2 separate regions of the Sus scrofa genome follow, and region 1 is linked to region 2. A link is a contact called in public Hi-C data. All regions are on one chromosome and are shown on one strand. The core of a region is the stretch at or near the end of the contact, and the rest is flanking DNA. Distances in the headings are between cores, read along the strand shown. Region 1 overlaps CDC14A (dual specificity protein phosphatase CDC14A). Region 2 holds the start of VCAM1 (vascular cell adhesion molecule 1).

Region 1 (3,288 bases), core at 550-3,049, 190 kb before region 2:
GCAGTTGTGAGGCTGAACAAAAAGATCTACGAGGCGAAGCGCTTCACAGACGCCGGCTTCGAGCACTACGACCTCTTCTTCATCGACGGCAGCACACCCAGCGACAACATCGTGCGAAGGTTCCTGAACATCTGCGAGAACACCGAGGGGGCCATCGCGGTTCACTGCAAAGGTGCGCGCGAGGAGAAGGCCTGGGGTCCTGGGTTTCTGAAAGGGAAGCAGAACCAGTTGGCGCCTTGAGGGGGTTGGGGGGGGGAGAGTCATTTTTGGTTTCAGAAAACTGGAACGCAAGCCCCCTTAAGTAACCCCTTCCTAAAGAACGGGTTGCTTGGATGTGGACGGTGGGTGGGGAGTGGCTTTCTGGACAAGGCAGTTTTTCCGGCCTTACCTTCCCGAGTTCGGGCTCGCCGACCCCAGACGCCAGGAGGAGGGAATCACCGCAGCAGGCGGTAGGCTGGCAGGAACGTCTCCAAGTCTGTACCTTTGCCCCCAGGCAAGGGTTGCTGGTTCCCTCGTCCCTCCCTGCTCTGAAATTGTGGGTCCTTTTCCCACCCCCTCCGCCGCTATGCCCCTACTTCATGACCCCGCCGTCTATCTGGAGCCCCACTTCGCCTTCCGCGTTTCCTCTCCCCTGTTAGTCTTTTGCATCGCGGGACAGGGTCTTTCCCGCTCATTGCTGGGGGACCGCAGCCTACTGCGCTCATCGCTAGCTTCCCTGTCGCAGTTGTGTTACTGCCTCTTGAATGGAAGACTTAAGCTATGTGAATGCATCTCTGGTCTCCGGGAGTGGGTATTTTGTGGGGTTTTGTGTGTGTGTGTGTGTCTTTTTGCCATTTCTTGGGCCGCTCCCGCGGCGTATGGAGGTTCCCAGGCTAGGGGTCGAATCGGAGCTGTAGCCACCGGCCTACGCCAGAGCCACAGCAACGCGGGATCCGAGCCACGTCTGCGACCTACACCACAGCTCACGGCAACGCCAGATCCTTAATCCACTGAGCAAGGTCAGGGATCCAACCCGCAACCTCATGGTTCCTAGTCGGACTCGTTAACCACTGCGCCACAACGGGAACTCCAGGAGCGGGTATTTTGGGATAGAGGTGGTTTAGATTATAGGAGGTGTAGGGGCGCCAGATTTAGCAAATAAAAATAGTGGATGCTCCGTTAAATTTGAACTTTAGATAGTGAGGACTTCTCTAGCATGTCTCAAATATGGCACCAAACAGACATTCTGTTTTACCTGGAAATCTTGTGTCAGCTACTCAGAAAATGTGAAATAAGATTTGCTCTCAGCCTGGTTGTTAGCTTCTGAGGAGGCTCGCATTCGAGATTTTTCAGCACGGTGAAAGATATTTTACTGAGATTTCAGTGAGGGGATGGAGCCGGGACGGAACCTCTCGCTCCTCACGTGCAGCTTTTCATATCGCCACTGGGTGGTGCTGTTCTCCGGCTTTGCGTCTGCGAACCGGTTTCTGTCCCTTTTTATGCTAATAGTCTGGTAGGTGTGGGGGATTGTACTGTTCCTCTGCCTAGCGCTGCTGTAATTGACTTATTCAGACGAGCATGGCTTTGGTTCTGACAGAAATTAAAATACCATTCTGTAGGCCCTTGTTTCTATGTTTAAGATGTGAGTAGGCGGGAGGTGCTTTGCTGAACAGAGGAGCAGCAACTGGAAGCTGCATTTTGCCGGAGCCCCTGCGACGGAAACGCGGCATGTGGCCCGGGGTTCAGCTGAGGGCTCCTCTGTCAAACTTCGTCCACGTGGACAGAACCCCCTCCGCGTTTCTTAGCAGGATGGGCCCCTGACTTGCAGGACTCTCTGTCCCGGGGGTGGGGTGGTGGATCTGTGAGGGAGTTGTCTTTTGCTCACGCCCTGTGAACGTCTGCTTTCCGTTCCCCCGGGGTGGCGGTGCGCTGGCTCGCCCCCCGTGTCACTCGTCTGCACCCTGGCTTTGCCTCTGTCCCATCTTGTTAAAGCTTGCCCGGGCCCAAGGAAAGGCCTGCATTTCACATGCACTCGGAACCTCGGCATCCACGCGATCCCGCATCCGCCAGGTGGACTGCAAAGGGCTTGGGCATCCGCGGGTTTCGCCCTCCGCGGGGGTCCTGGCACCAGTCCCTCTCGGAGGCCTAGAGACACCCGAGTGTCACTGGAACTCGAGAGCTAATGGGAACATGGTAGCTGCTAAAATTTAGTAGGAGTTTTTCATATGCTGCCTTTCAAAGTTTATTTGTTCACATATACAGGTGGTGACGCCTTTTTGAGAGTGTTTCTTTTTCATAAATTTAATTTTATTGGAGTGTAGTTGACCTACAATGCTGTATTAGTTTCAGGTGTGCTGCAAAGTGAATCAGTCACACATGTAAATATATCCATCCTTTTTTCCCATACAGAGCATTACAAACTGTTGAGATTTTCCTGTGCTACACAGTAGGTTCTTGTTAATCATCTTTTTTCTTTTTTTACTTTTTAGGGCCACACTTGCAGCATATGGAAATTCCCATGCTAGGGATCAAATTGAATCGGAGCTGCAGCTGCTGGCCTACGCCACAGCCACAGCAACACCAGATCCCAGCTGTATCTGTGGCTTTCGCCCATGCAGCTTGCTGCAACACAGGATCATTAACCCACTGAGCGAGGTCAGGGATCGAACCCGCGTCCTCATGGATAGTAGTCGGGTTCTTAACCGGTTAAGCCACAACGGAATTCCAATCATCTATTTTATACAGTAGTGTGTGTATATTACTCCCACCCTCCTAATTCTTCCCTCTTCCCAATGGTTTCACCTACGTGGGACTGAGTCTTATTTCATTTGCCTCCACTTGTACACACATGTAGGATTTCTTTCATAAGCATTAACACTTGCGATTTAATTACAGCTGTATTGCTTTTAATAGCATACTTTGCTACTGTAGGCCTGTTAATTATTTTGACATCTGCTCTAATTAAGTCAGCTTAATTTTCTGAGAATTAAAGTAGCGCTGAGGATTTTAATTGAACTATAGGGAGGAGGGAGAAGGAATCTTACCCCATGTCAAATGAACTTTGGGAGCTGCTGAAAAGGGAATGGCTGTGTCAGTCCCCAACATAAAATACTAAAAAGAGAGACAGACTGGAAACGAATTTGCTGGGAATGTGTGAGAGCTTGTAGTTCAATATTTGTAGTTTGCCTTCTGGTTGATAAAAGGAATGGCTATGATTTCGTGAAGCTTTCTAGCACAAATAATCATTAAAACAACGGCAACATTGTGATGTTCCAGGATGTGATTTTTGATGTTCTGTAGGGGTTTCAG
Region 2 (3,232 bases), core at 572-3,071:
TGATACTGTTACCCCTATGTGAGCGTGTATAAGCAAGCCCAGAGAGGCTATCTATACCTGGGAAAGGTTGCGTGATTCCTAGGCAGAGTAGCTGGATTTGAATTCAGGACGATTGGGATATGAGTCACACTATTTTTCAGATTGGTATTTGTTCATTCAGTGTTGACTTTTTGAACCCTTACTATCTACTGGTCTCTACATTAAGTGCTGAGGCTATAGTGGTGAACAGGACACACATGCTCCTGGCCTTCATAGAGCTAATAATCTAGTAACTACCTATCAATAAGCCCTACTTTTAACCATTGGTATAATACAGAGCAGCAAGTATATCCTTCCTAGGCACGTCCATCATTCAATGATCACAGGGCTTCATGGATGCTCCTTATCCAAATTCAACATCCCATTCTTTCCGCAGCTCCTACCAGATCAGGGGGTTTGGAGTCATCTACCATCCTCATCATTATCTTCTGGACACCCTCTGCTTTGTCAGTCTCTCTCACAAGGACTATAACCTTGAATCAGACACTTCTGTTCCCAACATCCCAATATGGTCTTGGAGACCATGGCCTCAGATGATGAGAAGGTAGAAAGCTGTGAGTGCACTTGGAGCTTATCAATACCTCTTTAAAATTCTTTTTGGCTGTGCCCATGGCATGCAGAAGTTCCTGGGCCAAGGATTGAACCTGTGCCTCCGCGAAGTGTAAAACCATGCATTACATATTGAGAAGGCAGAGGCGGATACAATGAGGAACAGGAACTTGTCTGGGACCATGACAGGAATGGATGATCCAATGGGGGAGGAAGAACTGCACATGTAGACTATAAGGAAGTGGCTATTCCGGTTTCTATTTGATGGCCAAGCATTTTGCAAAGACTTGAGCATGTGTGCACAAGGCGAAAACAGCCATTTAAAAATACCTTTTAAAAGTCATTTCCTAGGAGGGGAAAAAGAGCATGCAGTTGTTGTCAGCATCCCCCCATACCAAACCCAAAGTATTGTTCGTATTTTAACTGTGTTTGTGAGTAAGTCTCACAGAGTCCAAGAGATTTACCACCTGAGATGAATTCCATATATTTGAATCTAAGTCTGCAAAAGACTTCCAATTACCTAGCTAGCCACTGAATCAAAGAATCGGTAACTTTTCTAAAACAAAAGAGAAAAATGACCTCTCTTGTTTTGGTAGCATTTCTTTACTTCCTTCCTCTGCTCAAGATCATCATTTCAGAAAGTTGGTATTTGTTGTCAAAAGAACGATTTTTGTGAATTAAAAGTAAAAAGCCATGCTGTCTCCCTTAGAAAAAAAAAAAACAAAAAACAAAAAAACAACTCATCAAAAGAAGGGATCTCTTCCCTTTTCTTGCAAGAGAACATTTAATCTCTGTTGTAGGATTGCAAATATATCTTCATAATGGAGAACAATCATTCAAATGATATGGTACTGTTCAGCCTCTTCCAACACTCGAGTGTAAGTTTCTATTTCTTTCTCTCTCTTTCCCCTCATTGGATTCAGAAAGCCTCATTCTGCAGCAAGCATTACTTCATATCTTTCTTGCAAAGATATGCTTTGGGAAGGAAAATCAGGAAAAGATTGAATTTTATAGACTTGGGAGTGTTTTTTCTTTTTCTGGGACAGAGACAGGAGTTTCAGTACTGAGAGCAAAGGAAGGGGTTAATACTGGCCTTGGCTGGCTGTCAGTTAAACTTTTTTTCTGGCTCTGTCCGGGTTTCCCCTTGAAGGGATTTCCCTCCGCCTCTGCGCTTCTGCAACAAGACCCTTTATAAAGAGCAGACTTTCTATTTCATTCCTCACTGAACCTCACTGGCTTTTGGAGCTCAAGACTCTTCCTGAGCACTTTCAGGGAGGACACAAAGAAGGGTTTTGGAACCATTGTTTCCTCGTCACACAGCAACTTAAAATGCCGAGGAATATCGTCGTGATCTTTGGAGCCTCAAATATACTTTGGATGGTGTTTGCCGTTTGTAAGTTCTCCTTGATCTGTTCCAAATGCTAGCATTGCATTTTAGCCCTGATTTTGGCTTCGGTCAGTTTTGCTATGGTGGTGAAGAAAGGCACTAGGGTTTTTAAAGAGCAAGAGGACTTAATTTAACCTAACTTTCACTGTGCCACTGAGTATTGCTATCTACTGGTTCACTGTCATAGTTGAAGCTGCAAAGTTGATGCTTTTTGTAACCTTTTTTTTTCCATGTCAAATGAGTGAGTAATTGGAGTCCATCTCTAGGAAGGTCTATCTCTTTAGTTTCCTGTACTCGATAATGACATTGGACTTGGCTAGTGACAAAACAACTCTGAGCAATGGGTATCGAGGTCAGAAGTGAGAGTTCTCTTAAGTGAAGGTGATTTCAACACCTTCTTTTGGCAGCAGCTCCAATGCTGCCTTGTGTTGGTCCAAAGCAGTTTTAGGAAGGCGATCAGCCAGGTTGTATTTTGAGTGTTCTACTGGAACAGAGAAGAAGCAATAGGACCGTAAACAAACCCGTGGTACGTTTGGGTTTCTCTTTTTGCCTCTGCAGCTCAAAATGTTAAAGTCGAGATCTTCCCTGAAGACAAAATGATTGCGCAGATTGGTGACTCCGCTTCCCTGACTTGCAGCGCACCGGACTGCGAGTCCTCCCTGTCTTTCTCTTGGAGAACTCAGATAGACAGTCCTCTGAATGGAAAAGTGAAAACTAACGGGACCAGATCCACGCTGGTCATGAATCCCGTTAGTTTTGAGAATGAACACTCCTATCTGTGCACAGTCTCCTGCGGGAATTGAAAGGGGAAAGAGGAATCCAAGTGGAGATCTACTGTGAGTACTTTAGAGATTATTTGATTTTCTCCCCATTTTGCTTTAAAATACGTTTTTTTTTTTTTTTTTAAAGTAAGGTTTTAAAAGAATAACAATTAAGTATGGTATTCATGTCCAGATTCTTGGTTAGAGGACAAAGTGCACCGAGAAAGCGAGTGAATCTTGCACTAGACCAGAAACCCAAATCTTGGCTTCTGTTTCCAACTCTGCCATAAACATGGTGGCCAACTGTAAGACTCAACCTCCCTGGGCTTCAGTTTTCTTAGCCATAAAATGACGTTCTTCAAGGTTCTTTTTATTTTATCAAAATTTTTTCTAGAGCTCCCCTGGTGGTGCAGTGGAAACAAATCTGACTAATATCCATGAGGACGCAGGTTCGATCCCTGGCCTTGCTCAGTGGGTTAAGGATCCGGTGTTGCTG

What was found. A called contact is a pair of places that touch in the nucleus more often than the background predicts.
Region 1: a contact with region 2 is called in a Hi-C map of retroperitoneal adipose tissue, with 1.7 times the contacts expected there. The contact joins the enhancer-like site here to the promoter of VCAM1 in region 2. A contact is called at or near these places in 6 of 47 Hi-C or Micro-C datasets (embryonic fibroblasts, fetal heart ventricle, liver and 2 more) and 2 of 2 datasets of contacts at active chromatin or transcription factors (alveolar macrophages and skeletal muscle).

The regions. Positions count from the first base shown.
Region 1 is chr4:117,697,857-117,701,144 of Sscrofa11.1, reverse strand. CDC14A (dual specificity protein phosphatase CDC14A) reads left to right here. Exons shown (of 16, transcript XR_002343573.1): 9 at 1-172. Among named protein-coding and RNA genes, the nearest start is that of GPR88, 76 kb to the right of the region's middle. Within about 2 kb of position 1,799, at least 7 of the 83 cell types and tissues checked have an H3K27ac peak or open chromatin away from gene starts, as enhancers often do. A contact at or near this core is called in retroperitoneal adipose tissue, where this site is marked.
Region 2 is chr4:117,509,800-117,513,031 of Sscrofa11.1, reverse strand. It overlaps VCAM1 (vascular cell adhesion molecule 1), which reads left to right and starts at 1,821. Exons shown (of 8, transcript NM_213891.1): 1 at 1,821-1,981; 2 at 2,534-2,774; 3 at 2,777-2,811. The coding sequence starts at 1,918.